Regions from separate parts of the Gossypium hirsutum genome. Here region 1 is linked to region 2. A link is a contact called in public Hi-C data. All regions are on one chromosome and are shown on one strand. Each heading gives the region's core, a stretch centred on a gene start, on an enhancer-like site or on the middle of the called end of the contact. The rest is flanking DNA. Distances are from core to core; before and after follow the strand shown.

Evidence for each region. Hi-C and Micro-C count contacts between places; a contact is called where the count stands out from the background.
Region 1: a contact with region 2 is called in a Hi-C map of leaf, with 6 times the contacts expected there. The contact joins the promoter of LOC121228147 here to the promoter of LOC107914412 in region 2. A contact is called at or near these places in 4 of 34 Hi-C or Micro-C datasets (all in leaf).

Annotation. Positions count from the first base shown.
Region 1 is chrA04:18,632,416-18,640,102 of Gossypium_hirsutum_v2.1, forward strand. LOC121228147 reads right to left here and starts at 1,414. Exons shown (of 4, transcript XM_041111324.1): 1 at 984-1,414; 2 at 586-693; 3 at 145-487. The coding sequence starts at 1,283. The coding sequence ends at 176.
Region 2 is chrA04:18,387,009-18,394,727 of Gossypium_hirsutum_v2.1, forward strand. LOC107914412 (RNA-binding protein CP33, chloroplastic) reads right to left here and starts at 4,185. Exons shown (of 4, transcript XM_016843325.2): 1 at 3,588-4,185; 2 at 3,367-3,468; 3 at 2,557-2,865; 4 at 2,101-2,474. The coding sequence starts at 4,043. The coding sequence ends at 2,358. LOC107917372 (nuclear transcription factor Y subunit A-10) reads right to left here and starts at 6,958. Exons shown (of 6, transcript XM_016846730.1): 1 at 6,943-6,958; 2 at 6,275-6,369; 3 at 6,124-6,195; 4 at 5,710-5,850; 5 at 5,304-5,548; 6 at 5,042-5,174. The coding sequence starts at 6,958. The coding sequence ends at 5,042.

The DNA.
Region 1 (7,687 bases), core at 164-2,663, 240 kb after region 2:
TCACAAAAAGCTATTCTACCCGATTTACAAACATAAATGTCATAGTACAGTAAGAGCACCAGTTTCATCCCAAGGAGTAGAGGCAAAGACAGATGTAGACATAACATCAATAGAAAAGCAGAAGGAAAAAGAATTAAAACTTACCAATAATAAAAGCCAACCAGTAGAAGCACCATTAAAATATCTTATTATACTGGCTGGTGAGAGAATCTCTGAGGTTAGAATAAAGACCAAACAGTGAGTACTGCCGAAGATTCTCCACTTCATACCACGAGTTGAGAGCAGAAAGGTGCTTATCGGTCCCGGAAAATGCTAGCTGTATCCCGAGACTGCAATCGACAGACCCTCCATGGTTTTTGCAGCTGCTCGTGTTGATTGCACAGTTTTGCTTGTTTAAACACACAAAATTTGAATTTCCTGAGCATTGAGCACATCCATCCCTTTTCCAAAACAAGTTTTGCAACCTTCCTTTCTTAAACTCAAGCACCTGCATAAACGACAATTATCATCAGTTTCTACAGACCTCACAAGGAAAAACTAATACCATAAGAAGGGGAAAAAAAAACATTCTGGTTAATCGCTTACAAGAGTGAAGCTTGTTACAGTGTATGAACTGTTTGCGACAAAAGCGGGCAGGGACCTTGCAGCGTATTTTCGACCAGAAAATGCAACCATATACCCACCAACGGAGTCCTGTAAACATCAAAGCTTACATATTCATGTTATACAAGAAAACATATATTCAACTGTGTTATTCGCTTCGATATTAAATTCTAATCGTTTTCTCATTTTAATTGATTGTGCAAAAAGCAAACACTAAACGGGAACTTAAAGATCAAAGTAAATGTACTAATTTAACTGATTATAATCCATGGATACCGTATCCAAAGATCCCATAATTTCATAATTTCCATAGTTGAAAAATTCATGAAATTATTAAACAGAAATGGAAAAAAGAGAGAGAGAATTGGAGAGGGGCTAACCGGAGAGAAGGAAGAGACGTTGATGGTGAGGAGAGATATCTCGTCAACTTTAGGTCTAAAGAGAGCGACAGGAGAATTGGAGTTGGAGAGAGAGAGGCGGCGGTCGCAAGGAGACAACTGAAACGAACTGTCGAAGAAAAAAGATTGCCTTGATCCGAACGCGATCCCGAACGTGAACCCATCCGATAACTGCACTGTGGTGTCCGAACACGGCGTGTACGGGTTGTTCATGTCGTCACTTGATTCCACTGCCGTCATCATCAGAAGGAGAGGAAGAAAATAAACCGCCGGTTTCACCATTTTTCAAAACTGGAAAATATCCCTTCAAACTTTTGAAGTTGTGTGTTTTTCTGGTTGAGAAAGAATTGAAGAGATCGGGGGGAAGTTGAGAGTAAAAAGGAGGTTGGAATTTGAATTCCTTATGTGTTTGGGCCTCAAAGCTGAACCGGAGATTCAGCCCATTGTGTTCAGGCTAGAACACATCGAGTTGTATGATTTATCTATCAATAATTTATAAACTAGAGGCTAAACTACCCTATTGCTCATTCATGTATTACTCTATTTTTGTTTTGGATTTTCAATTGTAAAATGTTTTAGGTTTATCTGATATTGAATTTTTTTAGTCACTCATTTATTAAATCATTAAAAATATAAATGACTTTTCTTTTAATTGAAATAATATCAAATTTAACTAGCTAACATCTTTCAATTGGGCCTAAATTCTATTTACAAAATAATTTTTTTAAAATATATAAAAATACATAAATTTTAAAAAATATGAAAAATAAAAAATAAGTAAAATATTTCAAAATATTCATAAAAATAAAAAATAGATAAAAATCCAAAAAGATGGAATGATCAATTCCTTTTCTCTTTTCTTGATTATGCTTTTCTAGAATGAAATGGGTTGTGAAGAGATTCTTTTCTTGGTTGATCTTTGTTTGGGTTCTTGTTTTTTTTTTTTTTAGTTTAATAGATTTATTAGTTGGATTTAGCCACTAGAATTGTAAGGGCCTAACCACATGATTAGGCTTAGAGTTGCATTTAGGATTGTTTTGGAGATTCAATTGCTAGGTGGGATTTTTCTTCTTTCTTTCATTCATTCTTTTTTTATTTTTTTGCGAGGTGGAGTGTTAGGGTGTTGATTGTTGTTAAATTTGGTGATGAAGATGAAAATACAAAAAAGAAGATACTTCTACGAAAGAGTTTCTATTCAAGAAGTAAAACACATTAAGTTACAAATGAACATACTTTAATAGCTAAAAGGCTATAGAACTAACTAACCCTTTTCAACTAACTTGCTAACATACTCTTAACACTCCCTCTCAAGTTGGAGGAGTGATAGATGTCCTTCACCCCTAATTTGGAAACAAGATAACCATGTTGCTGAACTCCAAGTGCTTTAGTCATAACATCAAGAAGTAGTTCTTTTGTGCATATATATTGTGTATGTATGAAGCCCTGTTGAATTTTTCCCTTATAAAGTTACAATCGATTTCTATATGCTTAGTTTTTTCATGATAAATAAGCCTTGTTGCAATTTGAAAGGTTGTTTGACTGTCACAATATGGTTTTGCAAGTTGCATATCTTCTACTCTAATGTAACACCCCCGTACCCGAGACTGTAGTCGGAGTCGAGCACGAGGTGTTAACGGACTTAATTCATTAATTAAACAGCTCAAACAATTTATTTTAGAATTTCCAGACAAGCTGGCTAACTGCGTCATAGTCACTAAAAAAATCATATCTCGAGTTACAAAACTCGAAATCCAATTCTGTAAATTTTTCCTGAAACTAGACTCAGATATCTACTTACTAATTTTTTTCTAGAATTTTTGGTCTGGCAAATTAGTACAGTTTATTAGTTAAAGTGTCCCCTGTTTCAGGGTTCGGCTACTCTGACCCATGTGCACTACAATCAAATTTCTTCCTGTACAGAGATCCAATGACTATGAATTTTGTTTCTTTTAAAAATAGACTCAATAAGGAATCCATACATATAAAATTTGGGTCCTAATTATTTTTACACAATTTATGGTGAATTTATAAAGTCAGAACAGGGGATCCAGAAATCGTTCTGACCCTATTTCACCAAAACGTAAATTTATCATAAAATACAACTTTTTTACCTATTTTGTTTCTTCCACATTAAAAATAGATTCATTAAGATTCAATTACATATTTTATTCATCATATAATTCTATTTCTACTATTTTTAGTGATTTTTCAAATTCACATCACTGCTGCTGTATGACACTATTTTATAGCCAATTTCACCATTTTATGGTTTTCCATGGAGTAGGTAATACATTAAGCATACATAGCACTAAATATAAATTTTGATTAGCCATTCCAATAGCTAATCATCAACAAGCATTTCCACATCACTCATTCACCATATCATAAGATTATATACACAAAAGGATTATAATGCTATACATGCCATATTCCCAAAATATGCAAGCCACTATACCGAAATGGTCTGTTGATAGTGTGAGTGTGCCTCCGACCGTCTTGATCTCCAAGCCGGCTTGTCAAAACTACAAGGAATAGAAGGGAGGGAGTAAACATAAATGCTTAGTAAGTTCACATGTAAATAGCAAGTAACATAACCATGCAATAATACGAATTCCACATTTGCATAATATCACCAAAGCATTCATATCATATTTCTCATTCATGATCTTACCATATTATTGTTATATTGAAGTCTCAACCCGAGGGTTAAGTACATACCTGTACAAAGTATCCGTTCTACAACACTTACCAACTAGTCACTTTCATCTTGAGAATTCTTCCATTTCACTAGAACTTTACCTGTTGAACACAATCGGAATATAATTCGGATACATGGATTTCATGCACGTAAGTGCCATACCCGCAGCTAGACAAACTCAATAGCCTGCGGAAATTATGTAGCTAAGCTACCATGTAACCCACCCATAAGTGAACTCAGACTCAACTCAACGAGCTCGGGCGTTCGCATCCATAAGTGAACTCGGACTCAACTCAACGAGCTCGGATGCCTAGTTACATCTTACGAACTCGGACTCAACTCAATGAGTTCGGAACTCAAATATCTTAGTGACATGTCACTTGTATCCTAATCTATTCCCAAGGTTCAAACGGACTTTTTCCTCGATTACACATCTTTTCCCTCTTCCACAGAATGTTGAAACCGATACTCGGTAGCAATTCATATTTAACAAGTACCACACATAATTTGCATATTACTCAATAATAACCACAAAGCATAATATTTCATGATATTAATCATCATATCATATAAATAACATTAAATTACTTAAAATGACAATTATGTTACTACATTTACACATGAACTTACCTCGTATGCGAAAATGGTCATTTTTACCATTTTGTCCATAACTTGGTATTTTACCGATTTTAGCCCGAATTTCGATTTTCCTTGCTCTATCATTTCAAATATAGCCTAATTAGGACTCATATTATTCAAATCAACCCAAAATCATATTTTTTTCAAAATTACAATTTTGCCCCTAAACTTTCACATATTTACACTTTTGCCCCAAATCTCGTAAATTAAACTTCACCCTATTTTCTTATGTTTTGTGACATGCTGGTCATTTTTCCCTTCTATAGCAATATCCAATTCTCACTCTAACATGTATTTATGAACATTAGGTATTTTTACCGATTATGTCATTTTAGTCGTTTTTACGTAAAATCACTTAGCAAAAGTTGTTTAACACAATCTCAAGCTTCATATTCTACCATAAAACATCAAAATTCATGCATATCATTCATGGGTAAATTTTTAAATATAAACCCTAGCTCAAAATATTGGTAGAAATAGGTAAACCGAGCTACGAGGATTTCAAAAATGTAAAGAACATTAAAAACGGGCATAGAATTCATATACAATCAAGGCTTAAAAGTGTTGAAACCCTAGCTATGGTGGAGAGCAAAATTCAACAGCAATTTATGGAGAAGATGATCATTTTTGTGTTATTTTTCCCATTTTATTTCATTTAATATCCAAATGACCAAAATGCCCTTCCTTACTAAACTTTCAAAAATTTCATCCATGTCCAATTTTTTTCCATAAACTTAGAAATTGGTCAAATTGCTATTTAAGACCTCCTAATTAATATTTCAAAGCAATTTCATACTAGAAACTTCTAGAATGCAAGTTTTGCAACTTATTCAATTTAGTCCCAAATTTCAAATTAAGCACTTTATGCATTGAATTTCTTCACGAAAGTTTCACACAATCATGAAATAATATTATAGACCTCAAAATAATTATAAAATAATTATTTCTATCTCGGATTTATGGTCTCAAAACCACTATTCCGATTAGGCCGTAATTTGGGATATCACAACTCTCCCCCCTTTAGGGATTTTCGTCCCAAAAATCTTATCGGAAAAGTGGTCTTCACTTAGATTCCTCAATTTCATATTCAGTGCTGAAGAACTTTCACTCAGGCAATGCCTCCAATATATCTTTTTAATTTCTCATATATTCTTAAAGCTTATGGACTCATCTCTCAATTGTTCTTAAATTTTCAACCCTTCTCAGTTTCCCTTGTCATCTTGACATAAAACCAGATCTCAATTTGGTTAATGGGGACTAGAATTCCAAGAAATCCAACAATAAAAGGGACCTGCACTATTCCAAAATAATCATACATATTTTCATCATCAATAAATCACAATCCAATAACATCTGAATCAAATTACAGTACACGTCATTACACTCTGAATTAATAGGTAAATTTTCACCGTGAGCTTCATACAATTCTTTCTGTATAAGCCTCGGAATAATAATACCATGAATCAGATCCAATTTGAAATTCAACATCAGAAGTCGATCTTCACTGTACTCTTTTAGTTTACTACTCACTATCACATTTTCCTCTTTCCGCTACGGAAATAATTCTGATATAGCCTCGAAAATAATCCTTTCTCATTTTCATCCTAATATCAATACTGGCAGAGATAACTCTGGTAGATCCTGATGCTCGGCTTTAACCCCATTAACAACTCAGATTTTCCGTGGCATCGAACGCTCTAAACTATTACATTACCTTATTGTCTTGAATCACATTACAATTCATACAGATTGAACACTCGAGTCGATCTTAATCACCAGTGAATGACATTTCAAGTAATCCTTTCTTCTAGTTACAAAACAATTCATCATGCCATCCTTTACTATTCATTCCTTACGTTAATCAAAACCGTCTTAATTGTATTAGCTCAAATAACCAAAATATCTCAATTGAAGACATTAACTATAAATGACTTACTTGAGAGAAGTAATCCACCATACCGATTGAAACTCGCACTTTTATCACTTATGCCTTTACTGTTGTCAAACTTTACACGAAAATTAGAAAAATCGCAATACTGAAATCACCACATTACCTAAATCAAATCAGAAGTATAGTCATACTTGACAAGATTATCACGAGCTAAAGAACGCACTTCGAACATGAGTCATAATTGACAAATTACGGAATAAAGATAACAAGAAAACCGAATAAAGAAATCCAAGATAGAGAAACCCAGAATAAAGAAATCTAGAATAAAGAAACCCAAGATACGATACTATGCCGGAAAATCGAAAACCAAACTCATAGGAAAATATAGAAGATCCCGATAATTCCTCAAAGAAAAGAAATCCAGTAGAAAACATCATTTAATCTCATTGGAATCAAATGCAACAAGAACAATGTATCTTCCCATATATACATATCAAATGGAGCATCAAGTAGAAGAAATAGAATCATAGTATCATATATATTCTCCCATCAATTTTTATCAGGTAGAATATAATAGAATGCCCGAAGGAATAGAGCAATACAAATTATAAACCAGTCAGGCTACCAATGCTTTCGTCTAACATCAGGATTACAAAACATCCCCATTTAACAAGAATTTCTTCAAAAGATCAACAACCATAGAAATATTTCTTGGAACGGATAAACACATAGAACATCTTAGAAGAAACTGCTAAAATCTGTCCAGCTGTAACTGTCACACTCAGATATTACACATTTCAGATATCATTTCCCCAACTATTTCTGCCATCACAAATTTCATATTACTTTTCACTAAAGAAGACTAGTTCTGAATAAATTTTGATTTGCACTTTTCTCGACCTTATACCTTAGTAATTCGATTTATCAAAATAAATTTCTTCTCTAACTGGAACAGTGCATAACTCCAATAATCCTTATGCCAATCTGATACTTTTCTAGCTTTGACTTTACTTATCAACTCATTCTTCAATCTCTAATCATATTTATAATTATTCTAGCACTGAACTCTTTAGTTTCTCAACCGGAAACTTATTCAGTATAAATCTCATGAAATTCCATTATAAACACCACTTCGGTAAGGGGAAGGAGTTGTAGGGCCTTTGACTCGATTTTCTCATACATATACAAATGACGCAATTTCCATCATCATAACAACATCATCAAAATCATATCATCTATTCAGGCAATGCATCATTCATGTTGGTTTACACAAATTTTCTAGTTATCCATTTAGACAAGTATACTTATGCATGCATCCTATGTTTTCTGGATAGCTTGACTTATCCATTCATCTACTTAAACAAATCATACTCATGACATCATATAAGGGTTAAACAAACATAGATATTTGCATCACAATCGCAATTTTCATTTCATGCATCATCATATACATATCAT
Region 2 (7,719 bases), core at 2,935-5,434:
GAGTGAGAAGCTATGTCTTCGTGAGGTTTTCACTTCCGCATAGGCTAGTCGATTACTTCCGGGATACATCCGTACCTATGATTTCGTGAGATTTTCATCTCCGCATGGTCATAGGGAAATGTATTCCCCTGAACCGAACTCGATTCATATGAGCCTATAATGGGTGAGGATCGAGGAATCTGCTGGTTCGAGTACCCTTACTCTAGAACCGAGCCACATATAGAGAGACCTATGAGCTTACCCTAAGTAGAGCCACTCCGAACCCCTAGTGGTCACCCGAATAGGTGCTTTATTTGTTATTTATTTCTCCTGTACTAACGTGTTTTGTTTTTGTTTTGTTTATAACTGCATTGCATTACATCATCATAGAAAGGAGGTGTTGATTCATATTTGATTGCTAAATAGAACAGTTTGTCATAAGAAAACGAATTTCTTGATAAAGTAGATTATAACACGGTTGTCTAAATATGGTCCAAGTAAACACAATGAAAGAAGGCTGATAGCCCATGAAGAAATACACAACTTTGTTTCATTTCTCGAGGATTAAAACCGACAAAGGTTATTCGAGAGCCATCACGTCTCAACTTTCTTAAAGGAACTGACGAGTATCGCGGGGATAAGTGAGCAACAAGTCACAGCCTGGATCAAGCAAAAAGGAGTTAATGGGGACATCTTAGAAAATTCGCAAGACTCGACCATAACATCCGGATATGAAAAGAAAGATAGGTGTCTTCGCTTGGAATATGAGAGAAAGGCCGTATATGTAATCCGTTTTATGTAAAAGAATTTGTTTTCTAGAAAAGTTGTTCTAATGAAATTAAATTCAGAATCAACGCCTTCCTTTCTTTTGCATTCATTCCATACATTTGCATTGCATTGCATCATTTGCATTAAACTTTCACTAAAGGACCTTAATTAGGTAAAATTATTTCAGAACCGAAAAAGGATATGGGCCAAAGGTTAGAGAGAATAGAGCAAAGGCAAATACAAATGCAAGAGCAATTGATCAAAATTCAACAAGATATGCGAGAACAAATGCTAGAACTCCAAAGAAATATGTTTGAGAAATTCAAAAAATCGTGCCCTAACGTGCTAGGTTTCGATTTTTTTCCGTTTGATCCAAATGATCGAATATCCTTTTGAAATTAAAATGCATGAGTTTTGAAAATCAAAAGACAAGCTTATTCTCGATAATTTAAAATGTCATGTCCTAACATGTTAAATGTGACGTTTAATTACTTCGAGATAAGGTCTTTAGCTTCCATTTCGATTTATTCAAATATTTTTGTAAAACGAACATTCATAAAAAGGGATTATATTTTAAATTTTATTTTAAAATCTTTTCAACTTTCGACATCAAGACATTAATTAATCAATTAGGTACCGATTTTAGGCGTTACCAGGGTGCTAATCCTTCCTCATACGTAACCGACTCGCGAACCCGTTTTCTCAAATTTCGTAGACCAAGATCATTGTTTTAGTAAATCAAAATATTTTATTAAAATGACCAAATTTCTAATTGACCTGATCACACCTAAACAAAAAAAGATTGGTGGCGACTCTCAATTTTCGTTTATCATTTTCAAAACTAAAGTCGACCCCCGTTTTTTTTTTAAATAACAAAAAATAGTTTCAACAGTTATTATCACTGTTCCTCCCAAAGGAATTCGTATACCTTTTACATTGAGAAGTTTCTCTGTGTCATCTCTCCAAACAAATTTATCATTCTCCGCCAATGAAGGATTGGTCTAGCCAGAAGTTCACTAAGGCCCCTGTCCTGTCATCAAGATGCGTACTCAGGATGCTGATGTCCCGGTCTTGACCGAAAATTCTCAAGACCAAGACCACACCTTACTGCTCCATATTGGACCCCCAAGGAATCCGAGGGGTTTGCTCAAAAGAAATCCGTGACATTACTCAGCTAGAACACTTGCAGGTATTTCTGGTTGCAATTTTAGGTATTTCGTGTGTTATGCAAATCATGGTTCATGGGAATTGCCCAGAAATTTATCAAGACCCAAAGTTCATAATTGGCCAACTCAACCTTAGTGCAACAAGAAAGAATCGAAGTGACTATTTAACCAAATAAGAATGGACGTCTATAGGAATTTTTACTTTTGGAATTGTCATAATATGCATAACTCAAACAATGTAGAACTACATATAGTCCAAAATTTAGAAGTCGAGTGAATCATCTCCCTTCTCTCTATGATTTACATGCAACACATTTTTAATCAGTTCTTGAATAAGGTGGAAAATGATATTTATGGAAACATAATCTGGAAGTGAAAGGTAATATATCTGCATAATTTTCTAGATCCTCCTTTCAAAATCACCTATTTGTTTTAGTATACCTATCAAACAGTGACGCTTGAAACCAATTCGCTCCTCTCAAGACTATTTTCGGCAGGCAAAGGAGTACGAGGAGCTCTATCTGCAGCCATATTTAATCGTAGAGGTCGACCTTCAACCTCCTACAAGCGTGACCATATTGAAACACACATTAAAAAGGGAATCAAAACTTCAATGCTGAGTTATTCAGTAACTGACTCTTACCACTCCATTCATGGCAGTTAGAGCAGACTCAACGGTCTCTGCTGACTCGAAGGAAATGAATCCAAAACCACGAGACCTTCCCGTGTCCTTTTCATAGATGACTTTAGCACTCAACAAGCCTGGCTGGCTAGCAAATGCGTCTCTGAGACCTTCTGAAGTGACACGCCAACCTAGGTTTCCTGCATAGATCTTGTAAGGGCTGTCGATAAAGCTTGTGTAACTTCTCCGAATCCTTGGTCCCATTACTTCCCTCTCACCTCCTTTTGGGACCTCCGGGAAGTTCACCTTCACTGTCCGACCTCCGACTTGCTGTTAGCATTTAGGAACAAACAATTTACTAGTAAGTCAAAATGGAATATCCCACAGAAATGGTGCTCCAAAAATCAAATAAATACCCTTCAATTGTAAACCTAATAATCATATAATCTAATTGAATCTGACATTAAGAGGATGGAAGAGTAGAGGGCTTTTGTGTGGTTCTAGGAGTGTTGATCATTAGAAGAAGATGAATCATGCAGGATCCAAATATTAGCTCTTTAGAGCAATATTTGCTCTGATGTCATAACAGATAAACATAGTTGATCTAAGACTAAGTTGAGATAATGATTAAAACCGGAATTCAAACGGAAGTAGTTCCAACAGTCAACATCAAATGTTTAATCAGGCAATGCAAACAAATTAGTGATAAAAAAAAGAAGAAGCTACTTTATGGTCTTTTCGTCTATACATTTATAATATTTCATTGGGAATTGAAGGTTCAAGCGATGGTTAATGTAGAAAGTCAAAATAAAACTCTATTATTGAACTTACAGATCCATCAAACAGTCTAATTGCTTCTTTGGCCTCATCAACGCTCCCCATTGTTACAAAGCCAAATCCCCTGCTCCTATCCGTAACTCGATCATAAACAATCTATTAAACAAAATTAAACGAGAAAAAACCATTAGCCAAAGAAAAAAAAAGAACAAGGAAAATAAAGTAGGATAACCCAAAATCGAATGGTTAAACAATAAGAAAAAAAATCCACAAACCTCCACTTTAGCAACACTACCAGCCTCACTAAAAATCTCAGTTAACTCAGAAGAAGTCATTGAATAAGGCAAATTCCCAACATACAACTTTCCTTCTTCACCGCCAGACTCTGAAACCTTATCTTCTTCAGCTTCCTCTTGTTGTGGTTGTTCTTCAAGGTCTTGAGATTCTGTTTCTGGGTATTCTTCTCCACTGCTTTGGTCATCTTCAGTAACTTGGAAGCTGTCAAAAGCTGCTGAAAAGCAGGGCAGACGTGGGAGAGATAAGTTAAGAGACAAAGGAAGGGAATTGAGGCTTTGGGTTTTGAGGTTGGAAGGTTTTAACTGCTTAGAGCTAAGTCTTGAAGGAAGGAAGTGAATCGATGAAGAAAAAAGAGAGGAGGGTTTGGTGTTATTGTAAAGTGAAGAAGAGACAGCTGCAACACCGGCTGCCATGGGGAGTGTAGGAGCTGACATATTTCTCCAAAGAGAAGAAATGGATGACCAATGGAAACAATGAAAAGAAATGGGATATTCTAAAAGGAATTAAAATGGGAAATGGCTGGAAGATGGATAAGGTTCGGCAGGATTTTTTCTGTCTTTCCATTGAAGTGTCCTTAGTTGGTGTTGGTCCAGAATCTGGATTATCAACTTTGGGTTGGATTCTAGTTGGGCCACCTGAAACTAGTAAAACATGAACCCATTATATTTCTTTACGGATTTTCCTTTGCAATTTTCCTTTGGTTTAATAAATAATTTAGTATTGTATTTGATAAAAATTAAATATTTTGGTTCATAAAGGTAACAGTGTTAACTTTTAGTATTGAATTCAGGTTTTAGAGTTGAGTTGATAAAAATTTATAGTCAACCTTAAAACTCGAATTAAATCATATCAATCATATTATATATGATAAACTAAACACAAGATTAAATAAATTCACAATTAGTATTAAATTTATTTTATTAAAAAAATTATGAAAAATTCAAACTTAATAATATTACCAATTAACTTCCATTAAATTAACCCTAAAACTTGAATTAAACACTAAATAATTAACCTTGTTACCTTTAAGTACCAAAATATATAACTTTGATCAAATACCAAATTGGACCAAAAAAATAACACAAATACCATATTAAATGGTTTCATTTTCATTTTAACTACCAACAATAATCCCAAGATCATACGCGGAATTATACATGAGGAAGCAAAATGGTATGGACAAATTTAGCACTTCTCAAAGTAATCCAACGAAGTAGATCAAGAATATAATATAAAACACATCTAATACCACAACCATAAAGATTATTTCACATATACCTACATAATTCCGAGTTAGGAACTCCACAATTCTAAACATTTAGGATTACAAAAAAAAAATAATAATAATAATTAAACAAACTTTGAAGTTTTCTTTCTTGTTGGATCAGTGGAAACACTCCATTTATATAGTCTGACTGATCCATTATATATCTTATACTAGGTTTAATTGAGCATCTTCCACCATACCTAAGAGAGCAATGGCGTTGAGAGTGGTAAAGAAGAGCTTTAAGTGAGACGAGCCAAGAATGATTTGCCTAGCAACCGAAACCTGATCCCTTTGGTTGCTGCAGGGAAAGTGGGAAACCGAATCCCCACTAATCCCCCGAGAATCAAATTTTCAGGTTGCAACAATACTTATCTGCTATTGCAACCCACTTGCTGAGATCCCCCCTGGAATACATGCTGCTGCTCACCTCTCTGACCCTGAAAATGTTGAGCCTCCTCCATTTGGTTCCTTGTACGAGTTGATGGTTCCACTGTCAGACTGTAGGACTTGAGAAATTTGTGAGCCTGTAAGCCGAGAAAGTTGCCCTTCATTAGCTTTCATCATCTGCATTCCATCTTTGCCGGTGTTTGAACTTTTTGTGTTCAAGAAAAGGCCTCCATTTCCCCTTGGATGACGCACTGCGTGCAGATGGCGCGAGTAGTGCAAATATGGCTGTAGGACAAAAGCATAATCTAAATATTTCATGCAGTTTTCAAGTCAAGAACCATCTAGTACTGTTTAAATATACCATATCCAACTTGTCTCCACAAAAGCTTGGGCCAAAACTTTCCCAACTAAAGGATTCAGAAACCAAAAGAAAGAAGATCATATACCTTCCGAGCTTTAGTCACTTTAGTCTCAAGTGCAGCCTTTGCACGGTATCGCCGACGCCTAATGATTCCATTGTACTGCCTGGCATTTACGTATATGGGTCCGTCCTCAGTAGCCAAGTTCAACGGCAGCATAACACGACCCTAATTTCATACATTTGGGTTACATGAGCATTATATAGATAAAGAACATTTCGACCATGGTCATGAGGGTTAGCAAGAATTAAACAGATCCAGTTATAGATGATTTGGAGCTATCTCTCAACCGTAGAGCATCCATTGCCACATATGTGGCTCATAATCATTTGATAGATCAGAAAGAAATAAGCAGATCCAGTGCCATATATGACGATAAAACTCCAGCAGTATAATTAATTCAAGAGAAGTTGTTAGGTAGAGAAAATAGAAGAGACAAACCGAAAATTGAGGTCCAAAAGTAGGGAAAACTCCATAGCCTTGATCCATTAAGTAAGGATATTTTGCACAAACCTACAGTTTTTGAGTCCAAAAAGGTTATTATTATTAACAAAGGTAAGAAGGTGAGATGAGCCGGTTTATGGAAGATTACCATGGGCTGACCAAGTCCATGTTCCGACTGAAGTGATTGCTGCCTAGAGATGATTGCCTTAAGCATTGGTTCATCCCCTGAATCATTGCAATCACCTGAAAGAGAAAACCAACTAGCTTGTTAGTAATCTTCAGCAGTTTTTGCTCTTCTCTACCATTGCATGCACCCTTAAACTTTGGTTTCAGTTCAACATTACATGATTCATCAAGATTATTTAACAAATGAAATTATATGAAAAGCTTTCGAATAAGGGAGATTCATGTGCTTAAAAGTAAAGGCATTGGATTCAACCTTTTACTGAAACTTGTATATATATTAAATAGGGTTTGTAAATTCAGTCATACAATCAAATCTCATCTATAAATAATTATAATTATAATTCTACATCCTTTCAGTGTATTATTTTGTACTTAAAGTTGATTTTTTTTACGGTGATATCTATATTTGACAAAAATTATATATTTTGATATCTAAAGATAATTTTGTCTATTTTTTTATCATTTAATTCAAATTTTAGGATTGATTTAAAGAAAATTAATTGCTAATATTATTAAGCTTAAAATTGTTAGTAATGCAAATTTATTTTAGCAGTTACAAACCATTATTTCCAACAATTACAAACTGTTTTTTACAGTTACAAAAATGTTAAAGATTTTTCTGACCATTACCTGAAAATATTATCATTTTGCCCCTTCCAAAATCCTATAATAGGAGGCATTTTTCCTTCTGATACATAATTGAAAAAATAAAGCTTTTTTTACTCTCTCTTGACTCTCTCATTCTTTCTAAAACTTTAGAATTTTTCTTAAATTTCATTAGAGGAAATTCTATTTAGGAGTTTAGGTTTTAAGCGGGACTGTCTGTGACTCCTCCAAAACTTTCCTGGGAATTGATCCTAGTGTGATTTTTCCGATTAATTCTATTTTCAGATTATTTCAGAAGTATAATATCAATTGATTTTTACCTTCCTTATTTGAGTGTACGAATATTGAAGAACTTTTTTAACCTTCAGGGACAATGTCTAATATATGATTACACCAATAAGGGTGAATTCATTTCTAAGGCAGTGGTTCTTCCATGACACAGCAATACTTTATTCATTTAATCTTCATTTATTTTCCAATCAATGCTAACAAGTTTATTTTGTAATAGTATATTTTCCAACAAATTAGAAATAAATTACTACTACTGTTAAACATGTATTCCCGAATCAACAAATATATTCCTAATCTCTCTAAGCTCGAACATCTTGATGGAACTAACTACTGCCATTGGTCCTAAAGGATGGTCATATTCTTCAAACAACTTGAAATTGACTACATCCTCTTCAATCCACTTGTCACCAAAAAACCCAGAGATTCTGTCACTGTTCTCAGAGACTCGAATGTTGATGCCACAAAGTTCAAGTTTGAAAAGGACAACAAAATGGTCAGATATCACATGTT